Linked DNA regions of Mus musculus: region 1 is linked to region 2. Evidence: chromatin contacts called from public HiChIP or PLAC-seq data. All regions are on one chromosome and are shown on one strand. The core of a region is the stretch at or near the end of the contact, and the rest is flanking DNA. Distances in the headings are between cores, read along the strand shown.

What was found. HiChIP or PLAC-seq counts read pairs in DNA pulled down with a chosen protein or histone mark.
Region 1: a contact with region 2 is called in an H3K27ac HiChIP or PLAC-seq map of embryonic stem cells, with 6 read pairs. The contact joins the enhancer-like site here to the promoter of Dck in region 2. A contact is called at or near these places in 5 of 39 promoter capture datasets (3T3-L1-derived adipocytes, cranial neural crest, frontonasal cranial neural crest and 2 more) and 5 of 115 datasets of contacts at active chromatin or transcription factors (embryonic limb bud, embryonic stem cells and forebrain).

The regions. Positions count from the first base shown.
Region 1 is chr5:89,354,187-89,359,573 of GRCm38.p6, reverse strand. No RefSeq gene overlaps it. Among named protein-coding and RNA genes, the nearest start is that of Gc, 100 kb to the left of the region's middle. Within about 2 kb of position 3,738, at least 9 of the 459 cell types and tissues checked have an H3K27ac peak or open chromatin away from gene starts, as enhancers often do. A contact at or near this core is called in embryonic stem cells, where this site is marked.
Region 2 is chr5:88,763,022-88,767,911 of GRCm38.p6, reverse strand. It overlaps Dck (deoxycytidine kinase), which reads right to left and starts at 2,899. Exons shown (of 7, transcript NM_007832.4): 1 at 2,566-2,899. The coding sequence starts at 2,656.

The sequences.
Region 1 (5,387 bases), core at 2,489-4,988, 590 kb before region 2:
AGTTTAAGAATTCTATGTTTCCTCCTGCCTCATTTACTATTCAGACTGTCAACTAAATTAGTCATTACTTCATCTAGCCAGTCAGACAGTAAACATTTATTGAGGCTACACAATGTTTGAGATGCTCATTTAATACTAGAGAGGCAGTAGCGACAGAAGCAAACATCTTTCAATGTAGTTGCTTTCATGTTAGTGAAAAGAGGCAGAAAATAAGTATACAAAAAAGTATACTTATAAGTAAACAACCATTAAGTTGTTTCTAGTAGTAGCAATTGCAATCTGAGAGTTAAAAAGAGTAAATGAGGTATAGAATTTTAAGAAGGTGACTAGGTTAGACAGACTTGAACTTCCTGACAAGAAAGTGAAACTGAGGCAAAACATGAATGAGGAGGTCATGTGCCAGTATCTGGAGGAAGGCTGTGCCAGACCTGAGAACACAGCCAGTGACCAACCTAAATGGACGGAAGAGCTCAGCATGTCTGCGGAATGGCAAACCAATGTGATAGAACATAGTAAGAGAGTGAGAGATTAGAAATATACAAAATTGGAAAATTAAGCTCATGGGTGTTTTTACTGCATGCTAATCCTAAAGGCAGATGGATTAGTTTTGAGAATAGTGGAGACCTTGTTTAGGTTGGGTTTTTAAAAGCTTTCTGGGCAGTAGGTGGAAAGGGATTCTCTTAGTTAGGGTTTTACTGCTGTGACCATACACCATGACCAAAGCAACTCTTATAAGAATAACATTTAATTGGGGCTGGCTTAGAGGTTCAGACGTTCAGTCCCCTATCATCAAGGAGGGAGCACGGCAGCATCCAGGAAGGCATGGTGCAGGAGGAGCTGAGAGTTCTACATCTTCATGTGAAAGCTGCTAGGAGATGACTGGCTTCCAGGAAGCTAGGATGAAGGTTTTAAAGTCCATACCCACAGTGACAAGCCTACTCCAACAAGGCCACACCTACTTCAATAAGATCACACCTTCAAATAGTGCAACTCCCTGGATCAAGCATATTCAAACCACCACAGGGATTTATATCTGCCAGGTCCTAACAAGAAAAGGCCACAGTCAAATGTTTTAAGTGAAGAGTTTCAGGGAGAGGTGTGTTGTGGGTTGACTATGAAATGCACCCCCCCACACACACACACTCATACACTAAAGAGTAACAACCTATTTTGGGAAATGACAGAAGCTTTTGGAGACAGTGTCTGGCAGTGTCCCACCCCTGCCTCGGTCTCCCTTCTATTGTATAGCTGTCACAAGGGCAAAGAGCTCTGATCCAAGATGTTCTTCCACAATGATGCTCCTCCTCACAAGACAAGAAACAGCATAGTATGCTGTGGACTGAGAGCTCTGAAACCATGGACCACACTAATCCTTCCCTTCAGTAAGTTGCTTTTCTGAGATATTAGTCAAAGCAAAGGAAAAAAAAAAAAAACCAGATACATGGAAGACTTTAGATATAAGTACAGGTAGAACAGAATCCAACAGGAGCTAGAGAAGTATAGGGACTGTAGAGAGACGGGTGCTGTGAAGATGAGATCACAGATCTTCTACCCGATACTCTGTTTTTCCACATCATGCTACCCATCAATCCAGTCTCTTCCTCTCTAAGAGACAAGCAAGTACACTGTGATCTTGTAGCTGCCTCACTCTGCCTAATGGGAAGACCTAAGAAAACCTTAAATCATAGCTTTCCTGCCTTGCAACTTTGAGCATGTAAATTAGGTCAGTGAGGTCATTTAATATGGATGTATATCTCTTTCCCCTACAAAGTTGTAAAAGCAAGAAGCGCCCCACTGTTTTCTCAGAACAGAATGTCTGTCTCTCTTTAGGACCCCATCATGCTGCCTATGGGATGACGTTATATCTCTCTTAAGATTCTGGAAACTGAAAGCTGTCTCCCTTCATGACAGCTGCATCTCTGAATGCTCTTCCTCAAATCTAAAGGCCTGTTCTCAAGTTTCAAGCCACGGTGCTGGGACTTAATAGAGCTCATCTGAAAAGCAGTCCACCACAGCTTTCTTTCTTCACACGGCTTGTATAAGCTGTAACAGTCCCTTGGAAGCTTGGGAGCCATACAGAATATACAATGATCCTTCAGCCCTGTCTTTTTATGTATGTTTCTCCCAGGTTGGGGATTATCTTTGCCACTGTCATTCAAAGCAACTGGGATCACACAGATGAGGCACTGCTGTTATCATGCCTCTTAACATATTCTCAGAGACCACTCAAACCTCCTCCTCTCCCTTGCGGTATATATGCAGTGAACTGGTTGCTGGCTTGTGACACTTTAGCAGTGCACCTTGCTATATCTCAATCTAGTGTGAGTTTTTCACTGGTATAGCTTTTCATGAGACATATATGTTGTGACTTCACCTCTTCAACTGTGCAGAGTTTCGTGGATCATCCATATAATGGATAGGACCCTTCAGTGGTTTGGCTGCCCAAAGTTCTTAGAGGCTCTCCCAGTGGAATATCAACTTTTGGGTTACTTGTGCTACAGTAAAGTAACCAGAATTAACTCATTGGTTCACAGAAACTAGACTTGGATGGAATCCTTTCTCTTGTTGGTTGTTACCCTCCCTATTAGGGCTTAATAGGCTCTTCTTTACATCTCCCCAGGAAAAGTGAAGAGCCATCCTGGGAGATTGAAAGCCAAGGATACTGCCTCATGACAGCTATTATCTATGGAGAGGTATGAGTACTACCACCCTGTGGAAATGTTAGAAGAATGAAACAAGTGTTCCTTCCTACCTTTTCTCCTTCCAGATCTCTACTGGGACTCTCCTTTTCTGGTACATAGTCATTAAGACAAGAAAGGCAAGCAAGGAGGGAGAGAAGTTTCATTTTGTGAAGATTGACCTCAAGGGAGGAAAAGCAGAGCCCAAAAGGATAGAGCATGACCAGGAAGGAAAGGGCAGGGGCAGAGGGTCGTGTGTGGAAAACGCATCCGTTTTTAAGGAGCAGTTGAGTACACAGCATACTAAGAACTCTAACTGTGAACTTACAATACAGTGTAAACAAGATTGGCCAATATAAAGAATCATTTTCTTAAAAATTTTATTCCATGGTAGAGACACATTTATAAGTGTCGTGCCTATAAGAAATAACTTCACTATCTCTAGAAATAAGTAAAGAAAAAAACCAGTTCTGCCAAACTTATAAAATAAAAAATCAGGCCATATGGGAAGAATCTACTTTACCTTTGGGCTCATTCTCCAGTGTTTGTGCTGGCCTCCCTGGCCTTTAAGTAAACACTCTGCCAGGTAGAAAAATGAATGATAAATGACTGTGAGCAGATATTTAAACGATGCTTCCATGAGAAGGGAACATTAACTTAAAGAAGAATGTTCTAGTAACCATCATACCCAAAGCCTTGGTTTTTCCCATTCCTGTAACTCTGCACTGTCTTCCCCACATTTTACTCTTCCAGAAACACTAAGCCCACCCTCACCCCAGTACCCCAAACTAACAAAACAGCAATAAATTTTGTTTAAAAAACGGGAAAAAAAAATGGAGAGATGTTCAGTTGGTAAGGTGTTTGTGCAACAAGATTTGAATGTGAATCTCTGAAACCACATGAATCCAGGCATGGCAGCGTCTGTTACAACAGGGCACCTATGGTAAGATAGGAAACAGAGGGGAATTTCCCAGAAGCTCCTTGGCCAGATACCCTGGCACATGCACCTGGCAACATAGATGAGACCCTGGGTCAAATCCAGGTGGAAGGTTGTCCTCTGAACTCTACATGCATGCTGCGGCGTATGTGCACCCACAGTCACTAGACAAACTTCTTTCTCCCTCTCTCTCTTTCATACATGCACACATACACACACATATGTACATGCACAGAACTTTTAAGAAAGTGAAGACTAGAGTTCTATTTAGCCTAGAAACACATCAGATTAGTGAGAACAGGGAAGTTGTTGCAATACTAGTTAAGTAAGCTGAAAAAAGGACCAAATTCATTATCCACACAATGATCAGGAACCTTGTAAATGGAGCACTTCTCTTACAAGTAGAGAGTGGCTTGCATTTTGTACCACTTGCTCTCCTTTTGTTATCCTCCTTTACAGTTGAAAAGGTAGGAGTTTAACCACCTAACAAGAAAGAACACAAATACTAAAGGACCAGGGTGTTGCAGTAAATCTCCTCCCAAATATGCCCTGGCAATGAAAACACAACACAATTAATATGACTATATGCTGTGCACCTAGATTGGGCAGATCTACCACTCTATTACCATGTTCCACATCTATGAGACCCCTTAGAACTTGCAGTTTCTCCAGGCCATGTGCTTCTGCTCCACTTTTCTTTTACCTCCTCCTCTTTTGTGTCCTCTCTCAATTCCAATTTTCTCTTCTCACCCCTCTCCTTCCACTCCACCTTCCCTTTTATCTGCCCAATCATCTGCTCTCTTTTATTTTACAAATTAAGGTGGGAAGCAGGTTTACAGGAAATCACCTGAGTGCTGACTCATTCCTTGTTTGCAGCTTCTCACAGGAGAATGGAATTAACATCGAATATAATTAGCCCAGGGCTATCCACAACACCAGTGTATGGGCAAAGAAGACAATTGGGAAAGGCCTACAGCAGGGACAAATGTTACAACTCTATCTGTTTAGGCTATGGAAGAGCATCCACCACAACCAACATGATGCCTAATAAGTAGTGATGGGAAGCTGTGTAAAACACGCCCACTCAAGTGATACAGAGAAGAACAGAATAAAATGCCTAATGTCTCTGTATGTGGCAGATACTAGGTTTAGGGAATTGAGATTTGACAGAATTTTCAAGGGAATGTTCCTTCTTTAATACAGAATTCCAGAATTCTCTATATAGGTCACCTAAAGTGACTGGCTGAGGAACAATCTGTCTAGCTTTAAGGTGAAATCTAAAGAAAACAGACAATAACAATTTATGACCAAAAAAAAACCCAAGAAACAAAAAACAAAATCAAGCAATTACCAAGGAACTAAAAAATGAGCAATTCCTAGAGCTAAAACTGTACCAGAAACTACTTGAATTCCATTCAGCCTCAACTGAGAGATTTTGCTGAAGGTGCAAAGCTTGCACTGAACTGTGGCAAGGCCATAACTAAGGAGAGGAAACAAATTAAACCCTAGAACCAAAGCTACTCTGTATTCAACCAAAATAAACAAGCTTCAAAGTAGAACTTTAGGTAATCAAACTAATCTACCAGAGACTTAACTTTCTTTAAGCAAAACTCAAAACTATCTGACTACCAACAAGTCAGAGAGTGTTTTAGATGTACAAACAAGGGAAGAAGACAAATGACTGGAACATTGTCAGTTAAAATGTATAGAGAGCAATAAAGATTTAACTAGAGATCTAAAACTTACACTGTTTTATATTTTCTCTGCTTACA
Region 2 (4,890 bases), core at 1,650-4,149:
GGTGGAGAGAACCCTGGTGACTAAAACTCTGTGTGGGAGGGCTTCAGTTTAGAGAGAGTATTGCATCTAGATCAATGATTGAAATGAGCATGGCTCAGTGGACTAGGCAAAAAAAAAAAGAACATGACACTCAGGGTACACAAGAAACACTCAAGTATCTCAAACTAGTCAAGACTCTAAACGCTCTTAAGGCTAACACATCAAGCCCACTTCACACAGTCAGACTTTAAAACTAAAAAATGTTAAATTTTACTTCAAGCTGAGCAATCATAACACAGTCAGCTGCAGTCCCCGAATAGTCACTGCCAGCTCCTTTCTTAACTTTTTGGAGGGAGCTCAGAGCTGGAAAAAGAGCTAGTGAACTAATATTCTATGAAGGTGAAAGAACACTACCCATGAATAGTTTTACAAGGCGCAGTTAGAGAGGTGGTATACAAGGCTTTGATCCCAAGCACCCAAAAGCAGGTAGAAAAAAAACTCTGTGAGACTGAGGGCCAGCCTGGTCTACACACAGCAAGTTCCAGGCCAGTCAGGACTGTAGAGTGAAACCCTGTCTGAAACAAAACACAAACCACAACTAGAAAGTCACGGTTAACTAGCAGAGTCCCTAACGATGAACGTGCATCACCATTCTAAGTCATTCTGAACACACTGAAATGAGCCTCCGCAAATCTAACCTAGGGAATAGCTCTGCAACCCAGAACATGAGACAACAGGTTACGTAACTATGCAACTAAAAATGACCAAGCAAACCTCAAATTTTAGGAAGAACCTAAGAATTACGAACTAGTCTTCGCAGATTGCGTAATTTTTACAGTAACAGGTTATTTGGACCTGACAGATGAGATAAGGTGATGTAAACAACTATACAAGAGCAATACAGTGACAAGCCTTAATCTAAATGGCACTTCCCCAAATTGACCTGCATGCCTAGTGCTTGCCAAAGCTTCAGAATTTTTTTTTTTTTTTTGGTCAATGAAAAGATCTAGATGCTTAAGGGAAACTTGTTAACTGCTAGTAAGCAATCTTTCCTAATCTTTCCAGTGCAGTTGGGGGTCAGAGAGGGATGGCAGGCATGGATGGCACTACTGAATCTGTATGTGGAAAGATAGCTCTGGATGCAGAGAAGCAGGAGACGGAGCGGCCCACTCACAATTTTTTCCAGTGCTGGGAAGATTAAAGCAGTACGAAGGAAAGGAGATGGAAGACTAGATGTATGTTGCCTACATGAGCTTGAGAGAAGGGAGATAATCCATTATGATCTGTCCATTGGAATTTACCCTGAAGATGACTTTACTGAACACTTTCTCCCATCATTCATATGGTCATCTTCATCCACTAAGACGCCCTGAGGATTCTTACTAATAAACATGGCATCGCAAAGAACTTATAAGAAAGGAGGATCTCGGCCACAGAAGTGTGGAGCAAGGAAAACTTGCCCTCTTTGTGTCTCAGCTCGGCTCTCTTGAAGCTTACATCTGCTGACCTTCTTTCTCAAAGAGATGGTGCTTTGAAGGTGGCAAAACTGAAAACATCCGCTGCATACATGAATAGTCAGTACTCAACCTGCAGGCACAAACCTAACAGCTGTGCCAAAACAGGAAGCGTCGGTTGGTTCCCAGTGGTAGGAAATGTAAAAGAATGGGCAATTCAAGCTCACCTTGCAAAATGACATGCACAGTGTAGCTCCCCCAGTAAGGTTAAGGGCAGAAACTCTAAGAGTCTTTAAGCCAAAACTCAGTGCTTACCTGTACGTGGGAAAGGGAATAAAACATTGCACACTATCAAACTCATTACCTGCTTTCCTCATATGTGTAGCGTAGTGTTAGGGATTGCTACAAACGCCAACCCAAATGGTGACAACAAAGATGTGCTATATACCACTCATTGTAATATTACTTTCTTTTTTTTTTTTTTTTTAAAGTATTACACTGGGCCAGGCGTGGTGGTGTATTCTTTTAATTCCAGCACACAGGAGGCAGAGGCAGGCGAATCGCTAGAGAGTTCAAGGCCAACATTGTGAGTTCCAAGACAGGCAGGTCTCAAAAGTGAGACCGTCTCAAAAAAAAAAAAAAAAACAGAACAAGAAATAAAGTTCTGCAGAAATAAACAGCATGGGTGAGTTTTAAAGGCACTCTAGTATACTAAGCAAGACACAGAAAACAAGACACTCTGGTTTTGTTTAGGACATCATGGGAAAACAAAACTGGCAGGGATTAAAACAGAAGCAGGTCAGGGCTTGTAAGGGGATGGGAAGGGAGAAAGAGCTGACTACAAAGAAGCGCAAAGGGAACTGGGGATGTAAATGATGAAAACGGTCTCAATTTTGCGGTAAAACCGCAAGTCAGTGAAGCCTACCTGAAGAGCACACCTAAAAAGGGGTTCGCATACCTAAGTTACATCTCAAGAAAAAACAGTTCCCAACAAAGGGTGCACACTGGTCCAGAGCGCGCCTCACAAAGCCCCCGCTGGCGCCGGGCCAGACGAGCCACCGCGCCGGCGCGAGCAGGGCAGCAGGGAAGGATCCTGGGGCACCAGCACAGCACCGCACCGGGGACACCTTACCGATGTTCCCCTCGATGGAGATCTTCTTGATGCGGGTCCCCTCGGAGCTGGTCGAGGGAGAAGGGCAGAACCTCTTAGGTGGGGTGGCCATGCCTAGCTCCAGACGGCTCGGGTGCGGAACCTGCAGGGACACGGCGGCACGGGCGGCTCCGGGTTGCAGCGTCAATCTCGCGCCGGCGGGACCCGCACTTTGACTTTGGCGCGCGGAGGCGCAGGCGATTGGGCAGACCGTGGAGAACCCGCCCTGACGGCCCCGACTCCCACCCTATACGCCTCGCCCTCGCGGGATCTGCATGTCTGTGGTTCCTCCGGGCGGGCCGGGCGTCCCAGGAGCGCAGGGTAGGGGGCGGGGCTTGTGAGGAGAACCCTGAGAGAGCCGGGCGACTGACCGTGCGCGACGAGCTGTGAGCCGGAGGGGGCGGGGCCTGCGGGATGAGCAGTGGGAGGGCGGGGGGCGGGCCTTGCGCAATGAGCTCATTCGAGGGCAGGGGCGGAGCTTGAGCGAAGCGCCTAGGGAAGAGTAGGGTCAGGCTTTTCTGGACCAGCCCTTTGGGATCCTGTCAGGCTTCGTGGTTTGAACTTTTCCGGGAAGAAAAGTAAGAACTAGTAATTTCAAACTAAGAGCCTCAGTAGGTGTCTCTCACAGAAAACGTGTAGCTGTCCGTCACTGTCTTAAGAGTTATTTCGTTAACCAGCGATCTAGTACCATCCACCATACAGGATAGTGCCTAGAATGAAAGGAAGGGAGGGAGTGGCTACTGGTTTAAAGTCTGGGACCAGAAGTGAGACTGGAAACTGGCATCATAACACCCAAGGTCTCCACTTTAATTTGCATGCTACACCGTGCTGTTTATAAAGTTACCTAACACTAGGTATGTTTCTCAGCAGCATGGCTATGACTTAACATTGCATGTCCATGGCCTAACATGTAATTAATGTTTAAAGTCATATACACATGTTTATACATAGAGATGTACTCTGCACACACACACACACACACAGCATTCTGCTAGGTTGAGCTAGAGAGAGGTGCTATTTAATCAGGGTATAGACCTGGTAAAAAGATTACCCATCTGGAAGTCAGATTCAAATTATCTACAAAAACAAAGGAACTTATTTTTTTTTTAGCGTGTAACTATCATTTGACCTAAAATATGTCCTAAAAATGGACCTAGCAGCGGAGAAATGACGACTTCTACAAAAAAAGGAGCAGGTATTAAAGTGAGTTGTTGGACTGGCTGGATTTAAGGCCCACTCCATGAGATGTAACACATATCTGACACTGCTCAGGTGGCAATCCAAATACTGTTCTGCTACAATAACTGAACAATAAAATGATACCTAGTGATATCCTATAGGTCAGTATCTCTTGTAGCCAGCATCAGAGATGCTTCTTTCTGCAGAACCAAACCCACAAAGGCATAAAGTGCAGAGAGGGAGACCTTGGCATACTCTGCTTTAAATGGGATGTCTCCACCAAAGCCCTCTCCTCAGGGCTCTGGGAACCTTATGGAAAACGATGGGGAAAGTCTAGGAGTCAGAGGCAATGGAGGACACCAAGGACACAAGGCCTTCTAAACCCACCATGACCAACACACACATGAATTCACAGTGAGGCAGCATGCATGTTCCCTGCATAAAGCTAAGCCAGTTGGGGTCCTAGAGCTGAAAAAGTGGACACATGGCTCTGACCCTAGCCCAGAAGTTATTCCAATTGAAAACTGCTTGTAAATGAAAAAATTAGTTTTCCCTAACATACTCTCACTGGGAATACAAACCACTCTTAAGGAGAGATGCCATGCCCAGCAGCATAGATGGCCAACACAAAACCAACTCAGTGGCAGTTCTAGAGATCCCTGGCTCCAGAACTTAATGTTTTGTCTGGGTATTAGTTTTGTCATTATACATTTTCCCCCTTACTGGTCCTTCTTATTTATCTTACTACTTCCAGTGTCGTTTTTACGGAATTTCTCTGTGTGCTAATGTATGTCTCTGTCTGTCTGTGTTTCTTGTGCCTTTTCTTTGGTTTTCTCCTAGTAGTTTGTTGGCTTCAGCCTACTCTGATTGTTTTTAATTTTCTCTTATTTCATTACTATTTGCAGATGTTGCTTGTATGCTGATGATAGTAAGACTCTGGATATGGGTAGGGCGGAAAGACAGGATCTGGAAGGAGTTGGGGAAGGGAATCCATAATCAGAATATATTATATGAAAAAATATACTTTCAATTAAGACACTGGAGTGATGGCTCAGGGATTAAGAGCACTGACTGCCCTTGTAGAGGACCCAGGATCAATTGCCAGCTTCCATATAACAGCTCACAATC